Regions from separate parts of the Lactuca sativa genome. Here region 2 is linked to region 1. Evidence: chromatin contacts called from public Hi-C data. All regions are on one chromosome and are shown on one strand. The core of a region is the stretch at or near the end of the contact, and the rest is flanking DNA. Distances in the headings are between cores, read along the strand shown.

Region 1 (2,700 bases), core at 109-2,608:
CGTCAGAAACCTTGTAAAGAGGGACAAGTAAATCTTGAAGGACATGCATGTCGTGATAATAGTTGTGCATGGCTTCGGTTTGGGCGACTTTTAGGAGAGGGATTTTTGGTGGCATCGTCCAACCAAGGAGGAGTCGGAACCACAATTGATCAGCAAATGGAAGGATCAGCTTCGATTCCCAGAAATAACTTCGAGTATGTCTATGATAATACTCTCGAATCGGTATGTAGTCAATGAATTCGCCTTTCTTGAGTGCTGTCTGAGCGTGTTGGTAGAACCATGGCTTAAACCACAAACCGATGTAGTTGATCTTGGTCCAGTTCATCTTCGCTTCTTCCTTGGAGGCGTACTTGCCCGTCATGCAAACAGCTTCATGAGGATTGTAGATCAAAGTTTCGACAAAATCTGGAACTTTTTCGGTATCGGTATCTCCAAATTCAGGAGCAAAAGAGTCGATGTATCCCTTTGTGAGATCACTTATGTTACCTCGTACAGGTTTGTATGTTACCTTCATGTATTCTTTGATGGGTATAAGCTTGATTTCAGCACAAGTAAGCAAACCCAGGGTGCCTTGAGACCATGGAATCGCGTAAAATAGATCAGAATACTCGTTATCTTTTGTAGCACGAACAACCCGCCCATCTGCAAGAATGATCTCATAAGCAACGACTATATCAGAGAAAAGCCCGTACAAATGCGAGCTTCCCTCGAGTCCGCTGCCATTGATGAGTCCACCAACCGTAAGATCTTCGAGCTCTGGGACAACTGCAAGTGCAAGATTCATTGGTACAGTGGCCCTTGTAATCTGACCCATCTTCACTAACGGCTCACATGTTGCAATCATTCTATCATGGTCGATTGCAAGAATGTTACGAAAGTCTGAAAGGTCGACTTCAAAGCGCATAGCTCGCTTGTAGTCGACATTTCGCATGCCTACTGTAACCCAGGGCTTTCGGGCTGTACAGACAAGACCGTCTTTCGAGGGGTTCCTTTCCTTCAACCTTTTGATGACTTTTATGACGTTTTTGTTGTGTTCCTTTTGGAGCTGCTTGTAAGACTTCCGTTGTGATATAACTTGGTCAAGATATATGAACATGTCCAATATAAGAGACATTGGAAGTACAAGAAATATGACCCCAACCCATCGGAATTGGATCAGATAATCGACCCACACCTTCTTCCTCTTTGGTCTTACCAGTGGAGTCTCGTGATTCGACATTCTGGGATATCAAGATCTTGTCACTCTAACACGACACTAAAATAACACACTTTGAAGAAGGGTACTCATTGATGTTCACACTCTTGAGGGGTATGTTGCAATTCACACTCTTGAGGAGTGTAGAAATTAGAATGCCTCAAACTTCGTGTAATATATATATATATATATATATATATATATATATATATATATATATATATATATATATATATATATATATGTTCATTTGAGACCATTACTATTTTGTGAGACAAGAGGACAAGCCTTTGATGAAAACTGATCCTATGGTTCTTAAAAAAATGTGATTAAGGCTAATTAATGTGCCTGATTAGCTAATTAGGGACATGTTAGTCGTTGTTAGGTTAAAGATATCATAATCGGTTCTTGTACCAAAACTACTACCTTAGTCAACGAAATCAGATCTTCATCGCACTCAATCTTCAAATCTTCGACCAAGTATCCAGGATCTTATAGCATATATCAAAATCGCTGTTATGAGATCAAATTTTTTCGTTGATCGATCAATTATCATATGTTATCAAAACTGCAATTGTCAAAATCACGTTTTTAGTGTTCTGCAACTTCATCTTTACATTCTTCAACCATTTTCTTCCTCATCTAGAAATGATAATAAGATATATGTCAATTTTCAAAAAATATGCTTCATCAAATCACATATATCAACATCAACAAGTTATCATAAAATTATGATCGAATTTTAGCAGATCATCAATTTTCAACAAATAGAGTTAGTTTTTGTACTTTGATATTCAATTTCAGCAATTCTTCATCACATCACATATATTTAGCTGTTTCAGATCTATTTGAGCACTTTCAAGAATTAAATTCTATTTAATAGATTTATGATTTCTGTAATATGTCAAGGTTTGACTTTGAGCACTTTTAAGGTTTGATTTTCAGCACTTTTCAAGTATATGTTATGTAAAATTAACAAGGTATGTATAAAGTAATTATTCTTATTCAAATTAGTTTTAACATGGAATATATCTTTTTATCTATTAGAAATTAATTGTCATCGTACAATGAGTGAGATGGCAAACGGGCAACAAGCTGTGCCGCTAAGCCTTTTTGAATGGTAAAGCTAATTCTTTTAAGGACTACATCCGAAGATCTAGGGGATATAACATTACTATGCATGATTCGTTGTACTCTTTTAAGAAGCTCTACCGCATCCGGTGCAAGGAAACCAAACATATCAAATGCAAATGGTATGAACACGTGTTGATTTTCCAGGAACGATCTCTCATGTTTGGTGACTTTGCCTGTGGCTGCTTTTAAAGCAGCATGTCCCGCTGTGAAACCCCTAGCCCTCAAGCCCACGAGAGGGGATACCCTTGTAAGATCCACACATGCGTGTTTCCCTCCGACCTATCCAAAAATCAAAATGTCAGCTGGTCTGAGGGTTGACCTTCCTTCTGTCGGGTCAGTCAAGAAATTAACAGGTGCCTCTTTCTTAGCAG
Region 2 (2,700 bases), core at 22-2,521, 160 kb after region 1:
AGATTGTCGCTATTTGTAGTAATTGAAGGGTATTTTAGACATTTAATTAATAGTCAAAAATTTCATCTGGAATATGTATATGTGTATGGTTTAACTTCCAAGTTCTGAAATTCCACAGGATGGAGGGAGTAATAATTAAAAGTAAAAAAGAAGGGGGAAAGGAAGGTTTACATACATGGGATCTGTCAAGTTGATTGAAGCTGATAAGGGAATATCAATGCTAGGAACTGCAACTTCTAAAAGGCAACATGCTCGATATCTTTGGACTTGCTGATTTGGTTTTCTTTTTGTTGGGCATACGGATTTCTGAAACACAAGAGAGAAAACATGAGTGTTTCGACTTTCAAATGTAAAGATCTCATAAGAGTTCTTCACATTAATCACTAAATTGAAATGGGCATAGAACACGAGGAAACTTCTCAGAAACATGTAAGAAGCTAATATATGCTAATGACTTGAACTTGAACTTCAACTATGTCAACTACATGTAAATTATGAATCTCATACAGTATTTGATTGATCTATATGAAAAAAAAAACAAATATAAAAGTGGTTTTCTGTTCAATACTGAATAATAAACATCCCTTTTATGCAACATGTCCATTTCTCTTGTGGTTCGATTACGCAAAGCCATGATTTCCACAAGCGACGAATTAACCTAACAGTTTCATGTTCCCTTAAGGCTCTCACCTAGTCAATTATATTTGACAAATTTTAGTAACGAATTGGACTAATGGATCCATTCTAGTATATATGAACACGCATAAACGAAGAGAAATCTGCATTTGGACATTTATTCAACATGAAAAAAGGGAAACGATCAAAGCAGAATTAAACGAACAGATATACAAGAGCATTTGCTGCCTAGTAAAAGAAAGATGAGACGGAGAATTAGCTTACAGGAACGAATAAATTTGATCCGCCTGAGGTCGAAATTAGGTGTAGTGGTGCTGCATAACCTGCAAAATTGCAAGGAGAAAAGAAAACAGCAGATCATGAGTCGATATGTTAATCAAAAGATGAATTTGCCCAAACAATGCTTGAATTTAGACATATGTAGGTAAAACGCGAGCCCTAGCTACTGAATTAAGTATAAAAACTGTACATTTGCTCTGAATTGAACAAGATGCAGCCATTGAAGCTAAATTGGGAAGAAGGTATGATAGAACTTCCTTCTAGAAATAGAAGAGAAGGTTATCCTGGTTTTGAACGGTCTAGTCCGTCCGGGATTTTACATGAACCGAACAAAGAATTGTGATAAAAGAAAAAAAGTAATTTAGGCATGTTTTCAACTTTTCATCCACTAATATAGCCTGTGAAGTTGACAGCACGTATAATTACCTAAATACCCTCGATTCTTTAGGTAATGCTTTTTTACGTATAGAAACATGGATACCCCTATATTTTTTGCCATGTAGAAGCCATATAAATAAGAGTTACATAAATGATAAACCCTTTGAAACATACAAAAACTTTCTATGTAATTTAGGTATATTGTATTTAAGAATCATTATTTGGGGAAAATTGTGGTTATTGGCATGGAATGATTAGGCAATGATTAACTGAACATAATGGAAACGTGTTGCAATTTTGGAGTACAAGACTACTCTTTTTGAAAGAGAGTTAGTTCACTTAAATGATGGAAACATTAATAAGAAGAGGGAAACATTAATTCCACTAACCCTCGACCTCAAAGAGGGAGGGCACTACATGATGCTATTTGTTGTTCATCGACCTTTATTGTATGGCTTAATGATTGTAGTTAGAGGTAGAGGTGCACAAACACAACTGGTTTAAAAAAACGAAAAATGAAAAAAAAAATAATAATAATAAACCTGTTTAAAAAAAATAATAATGATTCAACTAAAACCGAACCGATAATTTGATATAAATTTTAACATATTGCAAACCGTTTTTTCCAACAGAACTGGTTTTTAACCAAAAACAACCGATTTTTTAAACTTAATTTCACATCAAAAAACCGAAAGAAACAAACAAATTTTAACCAAAGCCGATAACAAGAAAACATACATGTTTTATAAAAAAACCGAAACAGATTAAAACAGGCGGTTAATGTGCACCTCTGGTTATAGGTGCACAAATAGTTATAGTTTGTCCACTCGTTGGGCCAATTTTATTTCATTATATGGGCCCTTTTCTTGGTTATTTCTTGGCTTGGTTATGTCCTTCTGTAGGTTGTAGCAGTGTAGCCTGGATCTTTGTATGTATATTGTATAGTATAGGTTTCTCTTTATAACGATTAACGGTTATGAAACCTCAAGAATTTGAGTTGGAAGTCCAATTTATAATCGAGTGAAATAAAATACTTCAAAATATTTGGACCAAAATAGGCCAAAGTCTCATTGGGCCAATTTTATTTCATTAACGGGTATGAAACCTCGTGTACAATTACAATATTTGGATCAAAATACGCCAAAATTTTGCTTCTCAAAAATGCTCAAAAAACACACAACATACGAAATAATTTCATTGAATCATTCATCGTTTGCTTCCCTGAATGTCTCGTTAGTGGGGCTTGCAAACAAACCAAGACTAATAATTTCCCACACCAACACAATCACCAATCCGCATAAATATACGAACAAATTTCAGCTCCAATGTATATTCTCCATAGGTTCAAACCTCATAAGTAATATCACCTTTTTGCCATTTCAAAGCTTAGATGGAACTACGACCAGG

The links. A called contact is a pair of places that touch in the nucleus more often than the background predicts.
Region 2: a contact with region 1 is called in a Hi-C map of leaf, with 8 times the contacts expected there. The contact joins the promoter of LOC111884393 here to the promoter of LOC111884353 in region 1. A contact is called at or near these places in 2 of 4 Hi-C or Micro-C datasets (leaf and seed).

What each region holds. Positions count from the first base shown.
Region 1 is chr3:47,369,701-47,372,400 of Lsat_Salinas_v11, forward strand. LOC111884353 (delta(24)-sterol reductase) reads right to left here and starts at 1,359. Exons shown (of 1, transcript XM_023880661.1): 1 at 1-1,359. The coding sequence starts at 1,219.
Region 2 is chr3:47,532,337-47,535,036 of Lsat_Salinas_v11, forward strand. It overlaps LOC111884393 (protein COFACTOR ASSEMBLY OF COMPLEX C SUBUNIT B CCB3, chloroplastic), which reads right to left and starts at 1,272. Exons shown (of 4, transcript XM_052769243.1): 1 at 1,106-1,272; 2 at 901-959; 3 at 176-306. The coding sequence starts at 1,136. It overlaps LOC111884352 (pentatricopeptide repeat-containing protein At1g09220, mitochondrial), which reads right to left. Exons shown (of 1, transcript XM_023880659.3): 1 at 2,476-2,700. The coding sequence ends at 2,680.